Linked DNA regions of Mus musculus: all the other regions are linked to region 4. Evidence: chromatin contacts called from public Hi-C and HiChIP or PLAC-seq data. All regions are on one chromosome and are shown on one strand. Each heading gives the region's core, a stretch centred on a gene start, on an enhancer-like site or on the middle of the called end of the contact. The rest is flanking DNA. Distances are from core to core; before and after follow the strand shown.

The links. Hi-C and Micro-C count contacts between places; a contact is called where the count stands out from the background. HiChIP or PLAC-seq counts read pairs in DNA pulled down with a chosen protein or histone mark.
Region 1: a contact with region 4 is called in an H3K4me3 HiChIP or PLAC-seq map of microglia, with 5 times the contacts expected there. The contact joins two enhancer-like sites. A contact is called at or near these places in 11 of 484 Hi-C or Micro-C datasets (B cells, bone marrow-derived dendritic cells, bone marrow-derived macrophages and 6 more), 6 of 115 datasets of contacts at active chromatin or transcription factors (bone marrow-derived dendritic cells, bone marrow-derived macrophages, heart atrium and 2 more) and 1 of 9 other capture datasets (embryonic stem cells).
Region 2: a Hi-C map of uterus shows a contact between it and region 4, with 4 times the contacts expected there. The contact joins two enhancer-like sites. A contact is called at or near these places in 8 of 484 Hi-C or Micro-C datasets (adipose-derived mesenchymal stem cells, bone marrow-derived macrophages, palatal mesenchyme and 2 more) and 1 of 115 datasets of contacts at active chromatin or transcription factors (microglia).
Region 3: a Hi-C map of bone marrow-derived macrophages shows a contact between it and region 4, with 47 read pairs. The contact joins two enhancer-like sites. A contact is called at or near these places in 2 of 15 datasets of contacts at CTCF or cohesin (the NIH/3T3 cell line and pro-B cells), 17 of 484 Hi-C or Micro-C datasets (B cells, the BV-2 cell line, CD4 T cells and 11 more), 8 of 115 datasets of contacts at active chromatin or transcription factors (bone marrow-derived dendritic cells, bone marrow-derived macrophages, heart atrium and 3 more) and 1 of 9 other capture datasets (embryonic stem cells).
Region 5: a Hi-C map of muscle stem cells shows a contact between it and region 4, with 3 times the contacts expected there. The contact joins two enhancer-like sites. A contact is called at or near these places in 1 of 15 datasets of contacts at CTCF or cohesin (the NIH/3T3 cell line), 6 of 484 Hi-C or Micro-C datasets (the C2C12 cell line, cardiomyocytes, cerebral cortex and 3 more) and 6 of 115 datasets of contacts at active chromatin or transcription factors (the NIH/3T3 cell line, craniofacial prominence, fibro-adipogenic progenitors and 3 more).

The regions. Positions count from the first base shown.
Region 1 is chr4:55,804,204-55,806,903 of GRCm38.p6, reverse strand. No RefSeq gene overlaps it. Among named protein-coding and RNA genes, the nearest start is that of Gm34482, 150 kb to the left of the region's middle. Within about 2 kb of position 1,418, at least 28 of the 459 cell types and tissues checked have an H3K27ac peak or open chromatin away from gene starts, as enhancers often do. A contact at or near this core is called in bone marrow-derived dendritic cells, bone marrow-derived macrophages, granulocyte-monocyte progenitors and 1 more, where this site is marked.
Region 2 is chr4:55,843,031-55,845,730 of GRCm38.p6, reverse strand. No RefSeq gene overlaps it. Among named protein-coding and RNA genes, the nearest start is that of Gm34482, 110 kb to the left of the region's middle. Within about 2 kb of position 1,415, at least 27 of the 459 cell types and tissues checked have an H3K27ac peak or open chromatin away from gene starts, as enhancers often do. A contact at or near this core is called in palatal mesenchyme and uterus, where this site is marked.
Region 3 is chr4:55,822,877-55,825,633 of GRCm38.p6, reverse strand. No RefSeq gene overlaps it. Among named protein-coding and RNA genes, the nearest start is that of Gm34482, 130 kb to the left of the region's middle. Within about 2 kb of position 1,428, at least 34 of the 459 cell types and tissues checked have an H3K27ac peak or open chromatin away from gene starts, as enhancers often do. A contact at or near this core is called in B cells, the BV-2 cell line, bone marrow-derived macrophages and 1 more, where this site is marked.
Region 4 is chr4:55,649,860-55,652,559 of GRCm38.p6, reverse strand. No RefSeq gene overlaps it. Among named protein-coding and RNA genes, the nearest start is that of Gm12511, 79 kb to the right of the region's middle. Within about 2 kb of position 1,294, at least 310 of the 459 cell types and tissues checked have an H3K27ac peak or open chromatin away from gene starts, as enhancers often do. A contact at or near this core is called in B cells, the BV-2 cell line, bone marrow-derived dendritic cells and 8 more, where this site is marked.
Region 5 is chr4:55,874,010-55,876,709 of GRCm38.p6, reverse strand. No RefSeq gene overlaps it. Among named protein-coding and RNA genes, the nearest start is that of Gm34482, 78 kb to the left of the region's middle. Within about 2 kb of position 1,284, at least 28 of the 459 cell types and tissues checked have an H3K27ac peak or open chromatin away from gene starts, as enhancers often do. A contact at or near this core is called in fibro-adipogenic progenitors and muscle stem cells, where this site is marked.

The sequences.
Region 1 (2,700 bases), core at 169-2,668, 150 kb before region 4:
GATGACACCAGAATTGCATCCTGTGTCCTTTCCTGTCATTTCACCCAGAGTTTAAAGCAGCAGGATGAAGAGAAATGTCACAGACTCACTAGTTTCTCTCCCCTCAAGACAGCCAACAATCGAGTCAGGTACATTTCCTTCTAGAAGCTTCCTAAAAGGGAAAAGGCTCAGCGAGGTGGGAAAAGGGGGAAAGGCTACAAATTGGACCTCTCCATATGCCTGGGAGCTGACCGCTTCATCAAAAATGGGGCAAGTATTACTGAAATGTAAATGGCTTCCATTTGTTGCAGCCATGTGTCACGTTTATAGCCCAAAGACTCACTCCAAAGATGTAGGAATTTTTTTTAACATGGAAATCTGCTTCTGAAAACTGGAGAGATGGCTTAGCAGGTAGAGTGTTGGCTACACAAGCAGGAGGACCTGAGTTTAGATCCCAACACCCACATAAAATCTGGATCCAGCAGTGTGCTCCTGCAATCCAGTGCTGGGAAAGCAGACACTGTCTGCTCACTGGCCAGCCAATCAATTAGCCCCACACTCAAGGAGCAACTCTGTCACAAAACATAAGGTGGCAAGCAGAGGCTGGGATTATCCAGAGACAGGAGTCTACCAAGCCAACTTTAGGCATGTGGGATGTGAAATACAAGAGGAGGCTGGGCTGGATTCTCCGCCACCACGTTACCTCTCACCCCAGAACAAGCAGCTCTAAGACTCTAGAATCTTGGTATTTCTCATGAGCCAACTCAATACTATTGTCCTGTGCTTTCTAGTTCATTTCATATGACTTAGCACTGGCTTAAGGGAGCTTCTAGGTCTGTGGTGTCGCTAAAACCTGTGCAGTTCCCCTGTGGAATCAGTTGTTGGGAGCATAACTTAGAAGCAGGGTTCCATGGCCATTGTTGTTTGATGGACAGTGGGAGCCATTGTTGTCATTGTGCTTCACACACTCTCATTTGTCCCTTATAACTGAGAGCTTGCCACATCTGCTTCAAGAGACAAAGGTGACACCAGAACAGATTCATGGAAAATGTCAATCGCAACTGACAAAGCCAGCACTGTTTCACAACTATGCACTAAAGCGGCTTGCCACACGGACTTGCCTTATTTCGCTCCTGTTGGTGTTGGTCATTTTCTATAGAGTGACTAGTCCAAATTTAAAACATTCTGAGTTCACCAGTTTGCTGCATGCCCAGAGAGAGGGGGGAGGGAAAGAAAGAGAAGGAGAGAGGGGGGGAAAGAAAGAGAGAAGGGGGGAGAGAGAAAAGGGAAGGGGATGGAGGGGGAGAAGTCTATAGAAAAAAATTCAAGCATCAGAAACTCATATCTTGCTTCAGGCCTGCTCCTGCTTCCCCTGAATCGGGAACTGACTTCTCTGTGGCCCTCAAAGGGCCAGAACTGCCTATTTAGAGAACAGAAAGAGCAATGTCCCCTTTTAGAGAGAGAAGCTGCTCTGGCTACAGTGGGAAGGCAATGCTTCTGCTTTGTACCCTGTGAGCAGAAGCTGGTGATGCTTGGAACAAGCTGGGTGTCTCTGAACTCTAAATCCGAAGAGAACCTAGGCATGAAGGCATACAGGCAACTCTAGCACTCAGGAAGTAGAGATAGGAGGATCTGGATGGCAAGGCTATCTCAGGCTACCTAATGAGTTCAAGGCTAGCCCCAGCCACATGAGATTTTGTTTAAAAAAAAAAAAAAGCTAATTCATTAAATCCAAAGAGGCAATGGGAGACTGATCTTGCCCATAGAAGACAAATAATTCGGCCAATCTTAAACTCTGATAAAACCCAGTGGACTGAGCCATCATCACAATCATGATCCAATATATAACCAATTCATAAATGCTGACAGTACGTTTCAATAAAATAGTTCATCAGAATTCGTTCTAATCTAGTTCCAGCAAGCATATGGTCCAGTATAAGATAACATTTTTATGAGGAATTCTGAGAGTCTACCATGACTCAGTCAAGGGTGTGCCTGAAGAGTCACTTGACCATCCACATATTCACTCGCAAAAGGCCTGAGAACCTTTCACAAAGGAAGTGCAGGGCACGGTAAGGCAGCACAGCGGCATCTTAGGCACCCTGTCCATGAACCTTACATGTTGACACTCACTAATAGTGAAAATATGCACTGTAAACCGGTAAGGTCAGAGACAGGTGAAAGGCTCAACCTATAAGTCATCTTGACTTTCTTCATTACCATGGGTCCCAGGGTCCTGTGCTTTTTATTCACCCTCTAATTGCAAGTTTCATGTTTGGGATGATAAAACATGCACGTGTATGTGTACACATGTGAGAGCTTCATATGTGTGTGACGTCCAGAGGTCAGCCTCTTATGTCAGTCCACCCTTGTGCAAGACAGGGTCCCTCACTGGTCCAGGGATCACTACTTCGGCTATGATGGCTGGCTGGTGAGCCCCAGGAATACAGCTGTCTGTGCCTTTCCAGCACTGGATTATAAACACAATACCCAGTTCTTGCAAACACCATACCCAGTTCTTTCACCTATGTTCTGTGAACCAAATTCAAGTCTTTGTGCTGACAGAGTGAGTAACTTGACCAACTGAGCTATCTCCCCAGCCCCGAGGTAAAACATCTCTTAAAGTTGTACATAATATTCATGAGTACTTTACAGCACATTCCCTTGTGACCTCCCTCATCTCCTGCCCTACCAACAGCCTGCAGCCCAGTCTTTTTAGGC
Region 2 (2,700 bases), core at 166-2,665, 190 kb before region 4:
CTTATAATTCTGTGGCTGCTATAGTAAATATCATAGATCATCCCCCAAGGGCAATATTCCCCTCTGCAAATTTCTCAGAGACATCTTGAGGGAAGTCAAGAAGGCTAGTTCACGGTGTCACACAAACACCTTATACACCTGTACAAAATGGAGATTTTGAAACTGCTTTTTACTAGGGTTGCCCTTCAGAGGCCCCCAAGGCAAAGTGTGGTGTCTACACATATAAAAGGAGTGGGTCTGATGAATAGAGAAAAAGAAAAGAAACCAGGGTGAAAACTTGGAATCATACTCAAGAAATTTCCTGAAATAAGTGCTCAAAAATGATGGGGAACCTGCCAGTCACCGAGATGAAGAGGAAAGGGAGATGGGCAAGAAAGAAACTCAGGTGTGGTGTGGATGGGCCTTGGGCTTGTTTGTGGATTTCCCTGATCATTTCAGAGGTTCTGGAAAAGGCTCTAGGTCTCTGGCCAAAAGGCTTGACTTTCTCTAGCATCTGAAAAGGAAAGGGACGTTCTATAATGGAAGGTAGAAACCATAGCAATGGTCCTCACCCTTGGTCATGCTATGCTAGCTAACCTTATGCACATATTTGAGCAACCAAGTCATCAGCTCTGGGCAGGTCAGTCTTGGGCTTCATGCCTGTGTGAGCAGAAGCCATGAACTGGAGACAGGACCAACAAGGCTTGGGTGCTGGGCTTCTCTGGCTGTATATTGTACTCAGGGAGAGTTTGCCCCAACCTCACAGGCCCACATTCCCTGGGTAGAAGCAGGCCTATGCCATGCTATACTGTGCCTGTGCTCTCCGATTTCATCATTTCTGGCTCAAAGCAGGCCTGCAATTTTCATTTCTTTATGGGCTTAAGTAATCTATTGCAAATGGCACCAGCAGGCTGTAATGCATCCTTGTTGAGGAAACAGTTATTTCTCTTCCGAAGCTTTCTGGTTGAAGGCTTGTGGAGCTGAGGCCGGGTAACTGTTTTACATTAGCTATAATGGTGTTTACATTGGATGTACCGATGTTTAAATCGCTGGACATATTTGTTATTAGTAGGGAGGCAGTGGCATTGTTTAGCCCAAGTATCTGGGTGGGTGGAGGGGGCTCCTATTAACATTGATAATATTTTACAAGGGACCTTGCAGGGACGTTTATAATAAAGCAGTGCTGTTTATCTCATCAGGATTATGTTGGAGTAACTTTAATTGTATTCATATTAAACATATCAGTGTTAGAACTGATGTAATATGTTTAGCATTAATATGAAGGTTGCTAAGTTGGGGGCTTTTGAGGTAGACTTGAAGTGCTGGGAAGACAATAGAACATATGGAAAGCATTTAGGGGTGTAGGGGGGTTTCTGTTCTTGTCTAACAAGAAGGATTAGTGCTCTTGCTGAGGTACACTCTAAGATGAACAGTGGGCTGTAGTGCTACCATCTGCTGAGCTTATGATGCGATTCTCTTGGCCAGCTCGGGTGCTCTCGCCATTGCTCTCCATTCTCTGTGTTCTCGCAAGCTCCACCAAAGCCCAAATGTCAGGGATACTTCAGATGCTTTGCAGCTGGCTGTCGCACCCAGAGACGTTTCAAAATGGATTTTGTAATGGCTTATAAAAGTCCCACATTGTGCACGAGCGGTTATTGAGTGTGATATAGTGTGAGCAAGAATGTTCCAAATTCCCTCCGTGCTGTATCCATCAATCTGGCTCTATTAGGGTTGGCAGGATAATGGCTGGAGTGAGGCTCTGGACTTTATCTGCAGCTGAAAGAAGCATCCTAATTATCTACTCATCAGAGCAGCCCCACTCCTGGCTCGAGGAGATCACTGCCAGCTCAGCCCCAGAAATTCCAAATCTTCCCTGTCACCCGCCAGGCACACGGAGGCAGGATGCAAGACTGTGTCCAGCCCAGCTGGGGAGCATAGTCCCAGTAAATCCTGGAACTCAATCTGACTGCCCAGCTGGAAACACTGTTGCAGTTTTAACCCAAGGAGGCTCAGTTTCCTGATGCTTTCCTCCCACTGGGCTCAGTTCCCATTGGGCCCAGAAGGTTCGCTGGGATACATCGCAGGACTGGGACCCTGCTCTACCTATCAGTAGCCCTAGTTTTCTGCAACATGAGAGTAATACCTGTGTCTCCCTAATGTTACTGGTAAATTTGACAGCACTTTGAATGGGATCTGTACCATGCTGTGCTTTCATTAGTGAACAAATGAAAAACTCCAGTGTAGCAACAGGGTTCTGGTGGAAATACATGCCTTGCCTGATGGATATACACCTACCATTTCACAGGACATTCAAGGAATATTTATGAAGACTTCTATTCTTTGCAAAAGCACTTCTCATTAATATTGCAAGCTTATGCACAAGCTATAAGCTTGTATTAATATCATAAGTCTATTATTTTTATTTGTATAAAAGAGGAAGCAAGAACAAGGAGAGAGGATGTGATTTTTTTGCCTGTTAGGCCCTGTGTTAGGCCCTAAGCTTTGATTGCTGCTACTTGGGCTGAGAGAAATGAGGGTCCTACAGCAACTACCTTTTCTGTTTCTGAAGGCATCTGATATAAGAGAGCCCCTTAAGGAATGGCTGATTTTGGCTAAAGGTTTCAGAGAATCATGTTCATCCTGGCATGGAAGGGATGTTGGAAGGAATGTGATGAAGCTGTTCTTGTTGTATCCTCAGGTAGGAGGCAGAGAGAGATGAAC
Region 3 (2,757 bases), core at 179-2,678, 170 kb before region 4:
TCCAGCTGTCTGGAAAACACTGCGAGATCAAGGACCCAGGCAGTCCTTGACATCTAATGGGTACCACTTTGAGGCAAGTCCACTCCAAAGTTCTGTGGGTCCTTTAACCTTTTAAGTCCGTTGGTGGGAGGGGCCTTCCTAACCTCTCTCCTTTTATCTATTCTCTGTCTCCCCTTTCTCCTTTGCTTCCTTGACCATACAATGGTGGGTTATACCAAACCCACAAATTCCAAGCTATATGTAGCACCGAGTGGCTGTTTGTCCCTAAAATACCACGTCGCTGACTACAGCAAACACTAATTACAAGCTTTATCTAATCACTGTTGTGTGACCGGTCATTTTTGGTTTCCAAAAATGACAATGAGTGGCATGCTTCTGCAGCTGGTGGGGTTTCAGATCTCAAGTGCACACAGATGTGCATGGAATTGAGCACCCCAAGTGACCAACTCAGAAAGGGAAATGGGACAAAGAAGAGAGGAAGCACAGAGAGGCAGGTTTTGCTGCTAAAGACCTCACGAACAGTTCAGGCTTGCCATGTTGTACTAACCCCACCCAGAAAATGCAAGTCAGCATTCTTCTCCCTGATATGCACTCTGCTAATGCAATTGGTGACACCAGAGATGCCACTGAATGACCATACCACAGACTGGAGGAAATAAAGTTTGTCTCTAATTTGTTGACTAGTTTGGGGTTTACAATCAGTTGTTTCTTCCTCAGTGATCCCTTCTTTCTTCCCAAAAAAGTAGAATGTAACAGTATCAAAGAAGCAATGCTGAGCATGAGGTCTGGTACCTTTGTGAGCTTATGACCATGACCTTGAGTAGGCTGGCCTACTCATTATTCTGCATGATCTTGCAAATAAGGTGGTGGCTAATAATACGCATTTGCCCTGGCCAATGAGACACGAGAATGAAGGTGGACAGGCAAAGGTTCTTGTAACCATTCAGCTGGTGTAGCCTCATCAGAACTAGCTTGAGAGCTCCTCACTCATGTTCACTGCCATGAATGTAGGCTGTCAGTTGCTCGGGAACAGGCAGAAAAAGGCCTCATGATGACCTTGGCCTGGGATCAGAGTGTCAAACACTGCCGCTCAAAATAAACCAGTATTCCACAGAGGTTCCAGAGCACATGTGCACACTTGGAAGGCAACTCCTCTCCATGTTTTAAATAGCCCAGAGATGGGCTTGAAGAAGATGCTGTGTCAAAACATAGAAGCACTTAGGAAAACAAGACCCTTTCAAACCCTACATTCCTCTCCACCATGATTCTCTTCTCACAGCAGTCCGTTGTATAGAGTAGTTGAGCTCTTGCTGTTGGCTGTGCTGTGGCAAGGGCCTGGCTTGCCAGGGCCAGCAGAGGGGAGGAGAGGCATAGAGGATCCTCGGGTGGCTGAGTGTGTAGCAACGGTGAGCCAGAGCGCAGACTGACTTTCACTTCCTTAAGCTATAAATAAAGCAGTGTTGTCCCCTTTAGCTTAATCTCGTCTTTGTACCCTCCTCTGAGTGAGTCCTTTAAGAAAAAAATGGAGTGAGAACATCAACTCTAACTCATTCCCCACCACCATCCTGAAAAGAGATGTTGATGGGCTCAGCTTGTTCCCTTCCAACTCTGCAGTTCTGCTCCGTCGAGGTCCATTCTTCCTGGCAAGTGGGTTGGAATAAGGACAGACACAGAGGAGCATTTTTGTCCTTACCTGCCATCCTATTTGAGACAAGTTCTCCTTCTGCACATGTCCATTGGAGTAAGAGTTAACCATGCATCCACGTGGCTTATCCTGTACCACACTGAGAAAGGGATATGAGCTCTGAGGCAGTACACAGGGCTGGGGAGGTAAGGGCAAAGTGCTTGCCTTGTAAGTATGAGGATCTGAAGCCACATACAGAAGTCAAGCATAATGGCATGTGGTTATAACCCTGGTGCAAGGGTGGTAGATACAGAAAGGGATTCATTGTCCAGCCAGCCTAGGCTATTCAGTGAACTCCAGGCACCAGGAAACTATCTCAACAGCCAAGGTAGACAGCTCCTGGGGAATGACATATGATACAGTCCTCTTACATACATGCATGCTTGTGTGCACGCATGTGTGGATGTACACACACACACACACACACACACACACACACACACACACACACATTCACACACCTAAACTCAGATCCTACCATAAGATATTTACACTTAAGAATTTCACATTCCACCTTCATTTCATCCTTAGGGCGATCCTATGATGTCAGTGTTTTTAGTTTCATTTTAGCCACAGTGAAACTCAGATTTAGAGATAATGTCATTCACCTGAGGCATTTCTTTGTTTCCCCCAACGGCTAGGAAACTCAAGGTCAAATGTGGCCAGAAAGAACTACTCAAACGGTTTATATTTGTTTTGCTGTCATTCTTGAGTCTGTTTTCCCTGCCCCTACTATCTTCATAATTTCTACTTTTATTTCCTATAGTTATAAAGAAACTTTAGAGCCTCTTTGGAAGAGTGAGATATCAACGTATTAGTGAGTGATAACTGGCCAGTAGCAGTCAAGATGAGAACTCAGACTATAGATGCCTCAGCCAGCTGTCGTTCCTAATGTTCTCTTGCTTACAAGTAGCCTGATGGCTTGGGAAACAGACATGTTCTATGGTGACCAAGAGACCAAAGGGAACTGAACATCTCCACAGCTGCTTGGATTCTGGCTGGGACCTGGATGGACATCAGGAAGCAAAGAAAACCTGTAGCCCTTCAGTTTATCCTGCTGGTGAGAAGTCAAG
Region 4 (2,700 bases), core at 45-2,544:
ATGTCTTTGGAATTAGCCCCATTCTTCTTCTGAGGTTGTACAAACTTGGCCCAGCTGTGACCCTTTCCTGGGTCTCTGGAAGAAAGGTGAGCAAACCTGCCTTAAAGGAGAGTAAGTGACAGTGCTGTGTGAAGCTGCTGAAATATCCCAAAGCTAGGAGCCAGGTGCGGAGCTCACCTGTCACAGAGACAGGGAACGGACTCTTTGCGCCCCTATCTGAGAAAACCCAAACATAAATCATCCTTTGAAAAGGGTGCCTTGGGTGCCTCTCCTTGCAGGGGCTCGAGCCCTTTCCAAACATCCACACCCCCTTTAATCCAGGTAAACACTGAAAGAGAAACGCCTGGAAAAGTGGCGCTTTTTTTGATGTATGCAGGCAATGAACAAATGAGGCTCAGCTTCTACCGTAAGGTCACAGGAGGCTCCTGTGGGTTAGGGAACAACCTGCCACTGACTGTTAGCTAAGCTGCCCTCAAGACTGGAGAGCAGAGAAGCAGCTAGAAAACCCCTGTTGTGTGTGCTAAGTATTGCAACTCGCAGTTCTAAGAGAATGTAAGAAGAAACCGAAGAGACTCGGACAACAGAGCTAAACTTTTATTTATCCCCCTCCTGCTTGATTTGAGTAGGATCTGTTAGTCCAAAAGTAGTAACAGGATACAAGGAGGGAGGAGGGGAGGCGAGATGCTTTAGACATGGAAATTGACGTCTTTCCCCTTCTTTTTAGTTCAAAATCAAAAAGGGAATTCAAGGAGAAGAGACTAGAGCGGGTGGGGGGGGGGGGGGGGGAAGAGAGGAGAAGAGAGCGAGGAAGAGAGGAGCCCGGAGTCGTCCGCAGTCCGCGGGCTTCCTACCCGCAGAGCCAGGACCGAAAGCGCTTTTCCGCAGCCGCCGCGGGCTCGGAGCTTTTAAGGGTTTCTAATCCTGGAAGGCTGTCTGACATCACCCCGTTTCTTGTCGGCTGATGTTTCGTACAAGCCTCTCATTTCCTCAGCGATCTCGGAGCCGCCAATTACTGCCCCGATCTGGTGTTTATGTTTGCCCGGTCCTGCGCCTGGCCCCGCGCCCGCCCGCGAGCCTGCGCTTCCCTGGCCGCGCGGCCCGAGGGGGTGGGTGGGGGGCCCTGGCCCGCGCACCCCAGCGCAAGGGAGGGGTCCCCCTTCATTTTTTTTCATTGACTTCAGCACCATGTGATCAGGAAGTCTGGCCTCCCTCCATTTCCCCTCCCGACTGAAGGGAAACATTGTGTAGCAGCCTGCCGCGGCCACTGGTGGGATGGCCTTCGCTGGCCTGACGTAGGGGGATAAAAATAACCGGCATATTTAAGGCCGGAGCAGGAATCCCGGCGCTCACACGCGGCCTGGTCAGTTCCCGACGCCGCCAGCAGCGCTCTGCGCAGCATCCTAGCTGCTGCGCCAGCCAGCTCGGGAGTGCCTGCACCGCACATCTTGCCCTTGACCTGGGGACCCAGGCCTTGGAGAGGCACCTCGCAGAGCCCTACCCTCTCCATCCTCGGCGGCCTTGCGTTCTGTGTGCTGCCTCCCTAGAGATGAGAAAGGAAAATGCACATCAGGATGGCCTCAGAGAAAGTGGCCAAGAAGCCTGATGCTCCCAAGGTTAATACAGCCTTTGTCTCAGGGGAAGGTGACAACAAGCTGCCACTCCAAAAGCTGCATGCCTCCAGCCAGGCTCAAATCAAGTCCCTTCTACACCTCCCTTTTATACTGGAACTGCGTGTTTCGAAGATTTACAAACATGTGGGAGAGCGAAAAAACAAAGCAGCAGCATTTATCAAGGCCAACTTCATCAAATAAAACAGAAAAGATCCACCATCATCACTACGCCCCTAGAATACCTAGTAGTCTGAAATAATATGATTTCCCAGTAACTTGTCCAGCTGTTGCCCACCCCACCCCACCCTACCCCACCCCCAGCCAGAACACTCAGGCTGCCCCCTACAGCCCTTCACTGGGGCCGCCAGCTATGCAGGGACCCAGAAAACAGAAAAGGAGGAATATTCCTTGTGCCTAGATGTGGAAGCCCTCATATCCCACAAGCACCCTCCCTCCCTGTGAATCTGTCTGCAGCTGGCATTCTCCTGCTCATGCCCTCGGGTAAACCTAGTGCCCTGTACAAGAATTTCGGACCTCTTATTTTTACACAAAGGGAAACTGAGGCTGGGCGAGGTGAGTCAATGTGCTGATAGGACTTTCTGCACCATCTCCGTTCAGTTGCATCATCCATGCCGTGGCGATTTCTCACTTCGTGGAAGGAAGCCAACTCAGTTCTGCTGCCCCTCCTCCTCAGCTCCAATCCAGCCCAGCAGAGGTGAGTTCTCTGACCTGTGGAAACCTCACCTCTGCTCCATACACAAGTTTTTACTCCCAATTAAAAATGAGAAGTCTCCCTGTCTTCCGTTGTCTAAAGTAACAAGATATTCCAAAATTTCTGGCACAGTGACTCTCCTAAAAAGCCAAATGTTATGAGGAAAAGGAACGGACACCCTCCCTCCCTCCCTCCCTCCTTCCCTCCCTCTCCACTTTTTGGTATTACAGGGATGACAAATATCTATTTGTCCGGGTGGACGAGGCAAAGAAGTATTCCCTAAGAAAGACTGAGATTTAACCACCTCAGAGGAGGAGACTCCAAGGATAGATGTGACTTGGCTGATTCTGCAGCTCCCAGCACACTGACTGACAATTG
Region 5 (2,700 bases), core at 35-2,534, 220 kb before region 4:
ATCTTATGGGTAGAGGGGATGCTCCAGGAGATGCAGAGGCCCTGAGCATGCACAGCTTCTGACTGGTTCTGTGCACAATCCATGCCATCAGTGAGTATTCAAGCTCAAGCAAGCACTTACTTTTGATATATTTTTAAAGAATGAGTTTACAATTTTAAAAATGAGTTGCTGAGCAAAATGAAGCCACACCCCCTTGTTCCATTTGCCATGTGACACCGCAGAGAAAGGTGTGGATGTCACCAGAAGGTCTGCCTTGTTTGCACAGAAGTCATATTCTTACTTGCCATATGCACTAGCTCATACTTCTTAGATGTTCAAGTTTACATGCTATAGGAAGACAAGAGCCTACGGTAAGAAAATCGTGAGTCAAAATTTGAAAGGCATTTTCTTTTATTTATATATGCATTTTGTGCATGCACAGACCTATACATGCAATGATATATGTGTGCATATGCATACACATGTGCATGCACGGAGCCAGAATAAGCACAATAGCATATTCCCTGAAACTCGGGAACTCACGATCTGTCAGGACTTCTAAGAGGAAAAAAAAAGTGAAGAATTACAGGGAGTCCATGGAATTCATAAAGAGAATTGGACTGATTCTTACAGCTTTGGGACTACATTTGTTCAGTGTTGGGGGGTGGAGCAGTACTGGAAGTGAGCCTCAGTTTATACCTTTTGGGCCATTAGGAACTTCCCAATGGCCTGATCAAGACAAAAGGGATTCCCTCATCAGGGAATGAGTTTCCCATCACCAGAAATATGTAAGGAAAGGCTGGGAAACCACACAACAGGGATGCTGCAAAGAGAAAGCCAAATATCAAGAGGAAGCTGGGGTCAGGAAAGACTGGGATGGCTAGAGGCTTTCAACATCCTCAACAGCCTAGCCACGGAACTGGAGAAAGACCCAAACTGGTTTTAAAAAGATCTCATGAGCAGCACTTTATTGGCCGTATCTCTAACTATCCCTTGTCAGTATGGGGCACCAAAGGACCTACTTACACATTGCTTTGGAATACCCCCTCAGTCTTCGCAGCTGACAAAACTCCACTTACGCTGATTAATGCTCTGATCCTTCCAACTGCCCCACCAGTCAGCTTCCCAGAGGAGGCTCCAAGAGGTGATGAGCGCTGCCCAAAATGACGCAGCTGGTAAATGACATATCCTCCTGGCACCATGCACTGGTATTCTTGCCAGTGTAGTTTGACTGCCTCTACTCTGGGCCAAGGACTGGGCGAGCACCCAGGATCCCAAGCCGGCTTCTGACATCTGTGTCGTCCTCCTCTCGTGGCTCATACGTAAAGGGAATGTTTGCCCGGCTTGCTCCTGCCAGGTACCAGCTCACTACTCACGTAGAGGACTCTTTTACGTCCCCAGGAGTCCTTCCTAGGGAAATAACACTGGACTCCTGAGAAGCCCAGATTATTTGACTCTCCAGGCAAGCTAATGAACTGTTTGAGACTTAAGATTCAGGAAGCCCTACAGCATGGGGAGAAGACAACGCAGGCCAGAAGAACAGAGAGGTGCAGCCCCTCCTCCTGTAGCCTGCCTTCTGCTCACCGGTTACCACCTCTCTGGAGTGGCACTTCCACCTGCCCGAGGCCATTCCTCCTTGGGCAGGGAGCCCATCAGATTTTACAAGCCAGGCAGGGTCAGGCCTAGTGAAAACGTGAATGGGAATGCCCAGAACAACAAAGGCAGCAGGCGTTTTCCCTCGGAAGATGGGGTGAGCCAAGCCACAGACTGCCAGTTATGGGGCATCCAGAGCATGACCTCTGCAAAACCCCTAAATGAACACCAACTGAGGACATACCTGCTGGGATTAGCGAAGTTTTATCAAAACTCCCCTACCTCCGCAGAAGTGGTATAATTCCGACGATTTTGATGAAGTAAAATCACTTTGAATTACTAGAAGACAACTAAGCTAGCAAATCAGAACTATATATAAATCAGGGTGGGGAAAACGATTTCAGAATGCCACAGAGTAACTGTTTTAGGCTTCGTGGACATAATAGTTTTATAGTGTGAAAACTCCATAGGAGATATGGAAATGGATGTGTGTGCCTGGTTTAAAAAAAAAAAGAACAACCTTGCATTAATACACACAAACTGGAATTTTGTGTAATTTCCGTACATCATAAAATGTGTTCTTCTTTGATTCTTTTGACAGCCATTCAAAGTTGTAAAAACGACACTTTTAGCTCATAGCTGTAAGAGAACAGATGGGATGAGTTCATCTTGGAGGCTTCGGTTTTCCTGTTTCTCTTCTGAGGCAACACTTCTCAACTATATATGGCAAGCAGGCCATTTGTAAAGATTTTCGAGCTTTCTTGCTCATACATTTGTAAATGTATATAAAAATGGGCTACAAAAAAAACCCAAAAAACAAAAACAACAACAAAAAAAAACAGGCCAAGAGGAAAGAGAAGGGTCAGGAGTGATAGCACCAGCCTATGGTCCCAGCACTGTGCAGGGGGTTGGGGAAGGTCCTGGCCAGCCTGGGCTACATGGTGAAGACCCGTTTCAAACAAATAAACAGTCTTGGTCTTATTGATGAGTTCCGGTGTAAACAAATAGGAAGGAGATAAAGAAAAGGAGGGAGAGAGGGAAGAGCAGGAAGGCAGAAGGGAAGGAAAAAGAAGGAAGCAGAGAGAAAGGAAAAGGAGAGAGGAAAGAGAATGAGAAAGAAGAAAAGAG